Regions from separate parts of the Dromaius novaehollandiae genome. Here region 1 is linked to region 2. The links are chromatin contacts, called in public Hi-C maps. All regions are on one chromosome and are shown on one strand. The core of a region is the stretch at or near the end of the contact, and the rest is flanking DNA. Distances in the headings are between cores, read along the strand shown.

What was found. A called contact is a pair of places that touch in the nucleus more often than the background predicts.
Region 1: a contact with region 2 is called in a Hi-C map of ovary, with 6 times the contacts expected there. The contact joins the promoter of FZD4 here to the enhancer-like site in region 2. A contact is called at or near these places in 3 of 4 Hi-C or Micro-C datasets (brain, liver and ovary).

Annotation. Positions count from the first base shown.
Region 1 is chr1:210,450,478-210,455,923 of bDroNov1.hap1, forward strand. FZD4 (frizzled class receptor 4) reads left to right here and starts at 1,825. Exons shown (of 2, transcript XM_026106086.2): 1 at 1,825-2,180; 2 at 2,881-5,446. The coding sequence starts at 1,935. The coding sequence ends at 4,209.
Region 2 is chr1:210,269,236-210,274,575 of bDroNov1.hap1, forward strand. It overlaps TMEM135 (transmembrane protein 135), which reads right to left. Exons shown (of 14, transcript XM_064505155.1): 6 at 908-949. Among named protein-coding and RNA genes, the nearest start is that of TMEM135, 160 kb to the right of the region's middle. Within about 2 kb of position 3,931, at least 2 of the 2 cell types and tissues checked have open chromatin away from gene starts, as enhancers often do.

The sequences.
Region 1 (5,446 bases), core at 575-3,074, 180 kb after region 2:
GTCTGCTCTTAACCCCTGCTCCGGCCGACACGTCGGAGGCCGGTTCAACCATCCAGCCCGGTTCCCTCCAAATTCACGAGCGCTTCCTTCACATATACTTGCTTTATCAAGGCCTAGTGGTTCCCCCCGGGTTTCTCAGCCCCAGCGAAGAGCAAACAGCAACGTAACTGCTCAGGAAGAAGAGGTGGCGGCTCGGAGGCTCGCGGCCCTCCCGAAACCCCTAAAAACGCGGGAAGTGGGCTTGGGCGCCGCGGGGCACCAAACCCGGCGGCCTCTGCCGGCTCGACGCCTCCCTGAGGGCATTTCCCGGGGAGGGGGATGCGGCCCCCCGGGGAGAGGAGGGGGCGAACCGCGGGGATGAGGGTGCCAGGAGGGGGTCTCCAAGGGGGGCGTTTGGTGGGAGGGGGAGGCAGGTAGGGGACCGCATGGAGGTGGAGGGGACGTTTCTCAGAGACGTGGGAGACCACAGGCAGGGACCCCCCGGAGAGGGAGGCCATTTGTCGGGGTGCGGGGGGATGCGCTGCAGCGTCCCCGTGGAGGGGAGGACACTTCTCGGGGGTGTGGGGGCTGCAGGTAGGAGCTCCCCACGGAGGGGGATGGTGGTTTGGGGGGGACATGGGGGGGCACAGGCAGGAGCTCCTCACAGAGGGGGATGGTGGTTTGAGGGGGGACATGGGGGGGGGCCCATGCAGGAGCTCCTCACAGAGGGGGATGGTGGTTTGAGGGGGGACATGGGGGGGGCGCAGGCAGGAGCTCCTCACAGAGGGGGAGGACACTTTCGGGGACATGGGGGTGCGGGAGGGGCTCCTTCCGGAGCAGGAGGAGGTTCCTCTGGGCCGTGAGGGGACACAGGGGCTCTGCACGGAGGGGGAGGACACTTCTCGGGGGCTGCAGGTAGGAGCTCCCTATGGAGGGGGATGGTGGTTTGGGGGGACATGGGGGGGGCGCAGGCAGGAGCTCCTCACAGAGGGGGAGGACACTTTCGGGGACGTGGGGGTGCGGGCAGGGGCTCCTCCTGGAGAGGAGGACACTTTGGGGGATGTGGGGGTGCAGGCAAGGGCTCCCCTCGGAGCAAAGGAGATTCCTCCGGGCTGTGGGGGGACACGGGGGGTCTCCATGGAGGGGGAGGACACTTCTCAGGGGCTGCAGGCAGGACCCCTATGGAGGGGGATGGCGATTTGGGGGGTACATGAGGGGTGCGCAGGCAGGAGCTCCTCACAGAGAGGGAGGACACTCCTGGGGGAGGTGGGGGTGCGGGCAGGGGCTCCCCCGGAGGTTCCTCCGGGCCGTGGGGGGACGGGGGGGAGGTTTTCCACGGAGGAGAAGGACACTTCTCAGGGGAGTGGGGGCTGCAGGTAGGAGCCCTACGGAGGGGGACGGTGGTTCGGGGGGGACGTGGGGGTGCGGGCAGGGGCTCCTCGCAGAGGGGGAGGACACTTCTGGGGACATGGGGGTGCGGGAGGGGCTCCCCTCGGAGCGAAGGAGGTTCCTCTGGGCTGTGGGGGGACACGGGGGGTCTGCACAGAGGGGGACGACACTTCTCGGGGGTCTGCGGGCTGCAGGTAGGAGCCCTTCGGAGGGGGGCGGCGGTCTGGGGGGCCGTGGGGGGGCAGGCGGGGGCTCCCCCCGGGGGGCCGCGGCGGCGGGGGTGGGGGGGGGACGCGGGGCTCCCCCCGGGGGGCCGGACCGCTCCGGCGGCCAGGGCGGGCGGGCGGCGTCGCGGTGAGCGGAGGGGAGGGCCGGGGGCGGCGGTGCGGGGAGGCGCCGTCCCTCCCCTGGGCCGTTTCTCGGCGAGGCCGTTTAATAGCCGGCGGCCGCGGCCCCTCCCCGTTGGAGCCGGCCCGTGCGGCGCGGCCGGCGGCGGCGGCGGCGGCGGCGGGGCCGGGGCCGGGGCCGGGGCCGGGGCCGGGCAGGTGGGCGGCGGCGGCGGGGCCATGGCGCGGCGCGGCGCGGGGCGGCTGCGGGCGCTGCTGCTGGCGGCGGTGCTGGGCGCCGCGCGGGGCTTCGGCGACGAGGAGGAGCGGCGCTGCGACGCCATCCGCATCGCCATGTGCCAGAACCTGGGCTACAACGTCACCAAGATGCCCAACCTGGTGGGCCACGAGCTGCAGGCGGACGCCGAGCTGCAGCTCACCACCTTCACCCCGCTCATCCAGTACGGCTGCTCCAGCCAGCTCCAGGTGGGTCCTGCGCGCCCCGCCCGCCGCGGGAGCCTTGTCCCCGCGACGCGGCTCCCCGCCAGCGAACACGCAGGGCAGCCCCCCCGCGCCCTGCCCGGGGCAGAGTTGCCCCCTCGGCACGCAGTCCCCCTTGCCTTGTCACCTCCCAGAAATGCAGTCGCTCAAAACGGCAGCGTTTTGTTATTGTTGCAGATACATTCTTGACCTTACAGCGAAAGCAAAGCTCGCTCTTCTAGCAGAGCCGTGAGCCGAAGCAGTTCAATAAACGCCTTCTCTCCTGCTTGTTTGCTAGCCGTAAAACCCAGGCAGTGCCTTGGACAAATGTATGCATTTGTTTAAACCGCTGCTTCGGTCCGTTTCTCGCTTTCCTAAATTGCACCCCTGAGGTTTCGATCTGGCTAAACCCCGCTCGCTGTCTTGCAATTGATGGACTGAATTTACATTGAGCCAATCCAGGGAGCGAAATGTTCGTTCGGGCTTTGGCTTCGGACCGTTTCTGAGCCAAAAGACGACAACGTTTTGAGGGTTTTTTTCTCCTTTGTTTTTATTGTTCTTGCTTTATTTATTTTATGCTGCCTCCTGTTTTTCAAGGCAAAGGACCAAATATTACTGCTAAAAAGACAAAAAGAGAACTTGTTATATGTTGACCTGTTCAATTTTCTTCCGACACAGTCATGATTTGGGGTTTTTTCTCTTCCAGTTCTTCCTTTGTTCGGTCTATGTTCCTATGTGCACCGAGAAGATTAACATCCCCATAGGGCCCTGTGGTGGCATGTGTCTCTCCGTCAAAAGGAGATGTGAACCTGTTTTAAAAGAATTTGGATTTGCCTGGCCAGACAGCCTGAACTGCAGCAAATTCCCACCCCAGAATGATCACAACCACATGTGCATGGAGGGCCCGGGAGACGAAGAGGTTCCCCTGCATAGCAAGACGTCCTTGCAGCCCGGAGAAGAGTGCCACAGCATGGGCTCTAATTCAGACCAGTACATCTGGGTCAAAAGAAGCTTGAACTGTGTCCTGAAGTGTGGCTACGATGCTGGGCTCTACAGCAGGTCGGCTAAGGAATTCACAGATATCTGGATGGCCGTGTGGGCTAGTCTTTGCTTCATATCAACGGCATTCACAGTCCTGACCTTCCTGATTGATTCATCCAGATTTTCCTACCCGGAGCGCCCAATCATATTTTTGAGCATGTGCTACAATATTTATAGCATTGCTTATATTGTGAGGCTAACTGTGGGCCGGGAAAGGATATCCTGTGATTTTGAAGAGGCAGCAGAACCTGTTCTTATCCAAGAAGGTCTTAAGAACACAGGATGTGCTATAATTTTCTTGCTGATGTATTTTTTTGGGATGGCTAGCTCCATCTGGTGGGTTATTCTCACATTGACGTGGTTTCTGGCAGCAGGACTTAAGTGGGGCCACGAAGCTATAGAAATGCACAGCTCCTATTTCCACATTGCAGCCTGGGCCATCCCTGCAGTGAAGACCATAGTCATCTTGATTATGAGACTAGTAGATGCAGATGAGCTCACTGGTCTGTGTTACGTTGGCAACCAGAACCTAGATGCGCTCACGGGCTTTGTTGTTGCACCACTTTTTACCTACCTGGTTATTGGAACTTTATTCATTGCAGCCGGATTGGTGGCCTTATTTAAAATCCGGTCTAACCTTCAGAAGGATGGAACTAAAACTGACAAACTGGAAAGACTGATGGTCAAAATCGGTGTCTTTTCAGTGCTGTACACCGTCCCAGCAACGTGTGTCATTGCGTGTTATTTTTACGAAATCTCCAACTGGGCTGTTTTCCGCTATTCGGCAGACGATTCCAATATGGCTGTGGAGATGCTCAAAATCTTCATGTCCCTCCTGGTGGGTATCACGTCAGGTATGTGGATTTGGTCAGCCAAAACTCTGCACACGTGGCAGAAGTGCTCGAACAGACTGGTGAACTCAGGGAAAGTGAAACGGCAGAAGAGAGCAGATGGTTGGGTGAAACCGGGGAAAGGGAACGAGACTGTGGTATGAGAGAACAAGGACACCCCGGTGCTCTCCGACCGTCGTCACGTGAAGGACTGATGCTGTGTAAGCACTGCGGTGGAAGTGTTGCTGAGCGTAGAGTAGGGAGACGGGTACCAAACCTGTCTCTGAGGGGCAGGGGGAAAAAAAGCCTTAAAGAATAAGCAACAAAAAGATCATGCTGCAAATACAATAGCCATAAACCATGCTGCCCAAAATAGGAAAGCCCAGGGAGGCTTTAAAAGCTGTGAAAAAAACTAATCACATTATCTCTTTTTTTTTTTTTTTTTTTTCCTTTTTTTTTCCTGAAGGAGGATGCAGTATACTTCAGTCTTTAGAAGCTGTGGGACTGTAGCCATCCTAGTGATATGGGATGGTGTTTTCTTTCAATCGTCTTACAGCTGACGGTGGAAAGGCAGGCTGGGGCCAAATTCTGGGCTGATTTAGGGTCTAGTTATCAGAAGGTGGCGTTTGCACGAGCTCGGTTAACTGTCTTTCTTCTTTCTGAGTTAAGCATCGTGAAAGAAGTTCTCGCTGAGGATTGTGTCTTTCCACCCTGGGAAGTCCTATTGCTCCCAATAGTGTTGCACGCTGCGCGAATCAGCCAAGGATCAGGTTCCCCAACAAACGCCAGCTCCGAGATTTACCTGTAAAGAGTAGCATTTAGTGAGGTATTATCAGGGATGATTCTTTAACTCATCTGATGATCTAATAATAATTTTGACACATATTCCTTTTACCTCCTTAACCTGGCCCAAATTCAGTTTTGGCCCAGCTTTGATCAGGAATTTAGACCTCCCAGGTCTCTTCCAACCTGAGTTACTTTACGATTCTATCAGTATTTCCTATTTTTTAAAAAATCTTTACTCAAGGCCATTATCAGAAGCAGAGGAATAAGTGAGAGCTTGGAAACACTGCATCGATTACCATTATCCACCTGCCTCTGTTCCTGTCCTTTCAGGTGCTCCTGCTGTTTCCAGCTGACTACTTTATTCCCCTGCATTTAATAGCTTTAAATAAAGTCTTATGTTATAGTATTCCCTCCTACAGCAAAGAGAAAAATGAGTGGAGGGTCTCTTCAGAGCAATGTCAGTCTTCTCCAAGTAAACTGATCTGTGTCTCTCTGGAGATCCACTGCACAAAGCAATTAAGTCTTAATATATTTCGTTCAGTGCGATGGTATCTCTGCCGACGCCAGGCTGGGAGAAGCGAAACATTCGGTTCCTTGGCAGCCTCATGTTTGCAC
Region 2 (5,340 bases), core at 2,681-5,180:
CAGCATTTGACAGAATCTCCCAGTAAACTGGTGGCTTCAGAAAGCACTGCTTATGCATGTTGTCATATGAGTGCTTCATGTCCAAGTTTCTAAACTGTGGACTGGCTTATTTAACTATCGGCACCTTTTATCAAATTCCACAGCTGCTTCATGGCTGCAACCTCTCTAAGACTTTCCACTCAGCAACAGCAACGCTGTTTTGCTTGACTTCAGCTTCAGCCCTTCTCTTCACCTGTGAGCTGACACTGTCCATGCACTGGACTATCTTAGTGATAGACAGGTGGGAGAATATGGTAAGGGAAAGACGAGAATAATGTGGGAAGATACACTACTGACACAAGACACTAAGCCAGGTGAACTCTGTGTTACTACACAAATGAGTGAGTGACACCAGAGAGTTCCACCACAAAGTAAATTCGAGGCTAGCCTGGATTACAGCAAGGCACACAAGGTTTAGTGGCACAGGGGATCTCGAATGAATACGGTCAAACTCCATGCCTGATTTTGGTGCTGGTCACAGAACTACTGCTGTTTTCATTCAACATTCTGCAAATATAGTAAATAAATTCCAGGTCAAAACACAGCAGCCATTTGCTCCCAGAAGAATACTGGGAATCAGGAACCCCAATTTTAGCAAATGGAAAGATTAATGTTCCTTCAAAAACATTTAACTGTATGTCTGCATTTCCTTTCTGTAATGGTCTCAAATATGAAGATCCTTTTCTTGCCAGCATATTATGCCTTCTTTAAAATATGCAGTATATCCCAAAAGTTGGAAAGGTTTTACAACAGCATGGCTTTTTCTTAAGAAAACTCTGTTTTCATGTCACACAACTTCCACTGTGCACAATTCCTCAAAATCATCACTTTGGGCTAAGTACTCAGAAAAACTATTTTCTTTACTTACTTTAGTGCAGAGTATGTAAATCCTTTCAAGCCATCTTTGCACCTGAAACATAAAAACAACAATCTTTTCTGTAATGGACTGCTTGCAATGTAAAGTGTTACACATTAAATATTATGTCGAAGGGCTCTGGAAAAACAGCAGTTTCTCATTACTGGAAAAAAGCAAGTCTGTAACAAGTCCGCAGCAATCCCCAACCTTCGAGTTGCCACCACAGCCTTGGAACATCTTAGGAACAAAAGGTACATACAGCATAGCAATGCCAGTGTTTCTCTCTTTTATCAAAGGCAAAGCGGAGAAATTTTGAAAGAGTGGTGACAGAATCATTGGGGTGGCAATGCAAAATTCCATGTGACAAAGAATTGCTACTTTATGGAAAAGAAGTCATGATGGGTTTTCTGAAACATAGGTGTTACTGCAAGGAGAGAAAGGAAGACTGGACCTAGATTTAAGAAAACACCCTATGTAGAGAACTGCAGGGAACAGTTACTCTGATTTTGAGAAAACCCATTCTACGTTATACCGTGCTCATCCCTGCAGGACCTCACTTCAAGAAAATTCTCAAGCTGAAAGTCACAGTTGTTCAATCATGTAGCAGTCATTCTGATTCTGAGCTTGATTATATTTTCCCCTTCCTATATACTATAGGGTTCCTCACATGAGTAACAACCACAGTAAAGAGTCTTTATTTGGCTGTGAAAGCTTTGGACTATTGACATTTTTTCTGCACAGGACACGATGAATGGGAGTGAAGCTTGCAGCTGCCGCAGATCCTTCCTGGAAGACTTCTCAGAGCACCAGTGGCATGTTGATAGGAAAGCAAAGAACAGACACTTTTCTTTTCCCCCCGCCCCTTTTTCTCTTTATAGGATTGCAAGGGGAACAGATCATGGCAAAAACTGCATTCCTCACACAATACATAAAGCACAAAATGGTAATTATCACCGTCATTGTTTCAAGAACATTGCACAACAGTCGCAAAAGCATCAGAAACAGGAGCGACCAAACTGAATCCTTTCCATCCTGCCTACAAAGACCAAGACGTCCCTGGAGAGCCCGTGCCTGCGCCCTCCCGAGAGCGCAGGGTATCGTCTCCCAAATGGCACCGCATGTGGCCAGCGCACGCTACCGAGGGCTCTACGTGTAAGAACAGCAGGAAGAATATAATGAGAGAGTGGCTTGTTTCCAGCTCAGGATTACTGATCACAGCGGCGCGGTATGAGGCTTCAGTGCTCTGGCTCTACCACGCAGACAGACTATCACTCAAACTGTTATCGGTGCGCTAACAAGGAGGCAGCGAGTCCCTGGGTTGTCCTCCCTTTCCACCTGAACGAGCCTCAGCGCGAGAAGCCAGAACGCACTCACGGCTTCGAGGTACCTTCTGCTGCCGGAAGAAACCCATCAAAATCAACCACATCTTGCTTTCTCCCAGCAGGTGAATGCCCCGTGTGCTCCTGGTAAAATGCCACAATATTAAATAAGGCCTTCAGCATGTATGTTTAAAAGGATTTATTTTTGCCACCACTTGCACAGTTCCAATTTAGTATCAGCCATAGTTATATGCAGCAATAGGAAATTCATCCTAAAACGAAAGTAAAATTACTGCACCTAAAACACCGATCATATTGTATGTACGATCCACAGGAGTTCAGTGTCACTTGCACAAATAAAATTGTTTGTTCTATCTTTAATTATTCCAGAACTTTGTAACCAAGGATCCATAAATACTTTATTTTCTAATGCTTCTTTACCCATGGAATACCGAAGCTGAAAATTACTGTACCACTTTTGCAGAAAGATGGACTTCAACTCCACATGAAATTAGCTTTACCAAAATCATAGAAGTCACTGGCAAAACTAGAAACAGAACCCAAATGCACAGGGCTTATATACACCCACCTCTACCCCCAGCACCTCAGTCCAGCACCATGATTCACTTTTTAAACCTATAATTGAATGCAAGTTAAACGCCCCTCTGAGTTCAGGGTGTTCTACACATCATTTCTGCAAGCCGTCAACTCAAGAATAGGTCCTCAGTTTCCACTTCTCTTTTTCACGGACCAGTAAATTAAAACCATACACCAAGAGAAGCATAAACTCACATGTGTTTCTAGAATAATATTGAAATAGAAGAGTAATTACAGTATAAGCATGATTATGTTTTTGCCTTAATCACTCCAAGGCAATTGCAGTTTTAGCTGTAAGTGTTCGAACAATTATTCCATTATTATACCACCAGATGTCCCTAATCAACTATTACTCAAAGGCTGACCCGCTGTGACAGAATTCACGACTGACAATGTCATACAACTCAAAAGTTCTCCTCAAAGACATCGTCGATCAGATCATTTCTTCACTAATACTGAAAACCACAAGACATCCAAGTTACTACAAGATAAAATAATATTCCAAGCATCTATTCATTCCTCCAAGAAACATGAGAAAGACTTCTAATATCTGTTCTAATTACATATTTGAAGTCATTTCCATGCAGTAAGTACTTGGTGTATGAAGACTTTATCAGTTATTCAGAGGCAGATCTACAAGTCCCTCTGCAAAACGCACCAAGGCTAAATATGTGATTCAATATAGAAGTAACACTAAAGACACAGTTCCAACTTTTTCATATTAACTTCCTAATTTTTAGTTATAACACAGTAAAATAGTGCTATTTAAATTCTTAAATATAACTTAAATTCGCGTTGCTGGCTTTCCAAAATTTCTGTTGTAAAGTCATTATGCAAACTAGGAAGTACATGAAAATACTGCACAAAAGAAGTCTCTGCAGTGACTCCAGGCACACTTCTCTTTTATTGGAAGGGGGGGGACAAAAGAATACGCCTAGGTAGCGGGGGGACGTCACGTAGCCAGCGATTGGCTTCAAGGGAGACTGCTGACGAAGGAAAGGTATAACGCTAGCCACATATGGTATGTTTCATGAACACCTGGCCGCTAATAACTGAACTAAGACTAATGATTTGCCTCATACAGGCCACTACTAATTGGTAATAATAGCTTTTACTTGATGCTTCATTGCTCAAGTAGTGAAAAGCCTGTACTCCACTGCTGACCCCCATGAGCCACGCAAGCTGCAAACCATGCACGTGCCAAACGGGTCAGATTCCCCCGAGAAGGGTAAAGCGCAGTAACACGTTATAGTGTTTAAGCTTTTTCAAATGATATTCAGACTGGAAAACCTGAGATGCTGGCTCAGTCGTGCGCCGTTACAAGCACTCGGTGCGCTTCACCTTTCCTACCAGTCTCACCGCCCTGAGCGTCCCGGGGACAGAAGCTCGAGCTCCAGGAAGGCACCGCTTTTTTGCCTAGTGAGCAGTAATTTAGAGAGCACATAATCTGCTTACAGCTGCCCGGCAGAGAATTTTCCCATCGCAGGGGAATTTGCACCTGGTACGGAGCCAGCAGAGGCAGCGACCAGGCCAGCTGTCCCCATCCAGCACGGGGTACCTGACAGCACAGCGGAAACCCTCGGCCGCCCTCCAGCTCCTAGCTGGATAAGGCCCCAGTTGGAAGGAGAAGAGCAGCAGAGAGCAAGGAGCCCCAGCAATAACTTGGGGTCCTCCAAATTCCCCTGCCGAGGCAATTCTGGCGTACAAGCAAACGGGCAATTTTAATCATGCGTGTTTGGAACGTAAATAGAACCTAAGGCCACACACAGATTTATCTTTTTTTCATAAAGAAAACAGCAAAAGTGGAATACAGCCAAAGCTTGATACTAATATACTTCCAACAAGGCATGAACTTGCTATAATTATTTGTGTTTGTGTGTGTACAGAGGTGCTGTACATGAGCTTATGCTGCTCTCCCTCTATCACATGGGAAAGAGAAGTTCCCACACTGAACTGCAAGGCTGAATGCCAGCAATTCTGTTTTGGGGGGTTTTATTAGTGTGCCTTGTCATAAGCCCTTCTAAAGATTTTCTCCGTGACCAATTGATGGACTTTGCACAAGCGGTCTTTTGAGGAAGCAAGCTGGTTTTCACCTCCAGAATTCATAAGGAGAAAGCAGCTCACAGCAACAGCACATGCCATGCTTAACAGCATTCCCATATTATTTATGTTATCCTTCGGGGTAAGAGTAAATTAGAAGCTCCTCTACAGAGCTCTCATTATGGCCATGTGGGAAGGAAAAGCCCTGCGAGCGCAGGCCGCGTCTGCCTATTCCCGCAGCACATCCTGCCCATTCGGACAGGGAGGAGGGGAGCAGGCTTCCGAGCTAAGGTGCCGTGCCTGATTGCCGAGATAATACGCCACCGTGTCTGAACACGCCAGCTACAACCCTCGCTGTCAGATCCCACGCTGTCAGGAACTAGGAGTTATCTGCTCGTCTCTGCGAGCTGCGGAGGATAATCCACTTTCTGTGTCAGGTTGCTGAAGGAGACTCCTGCCTTTGCTCTCCTATCCCTCATTCCCCGTTGT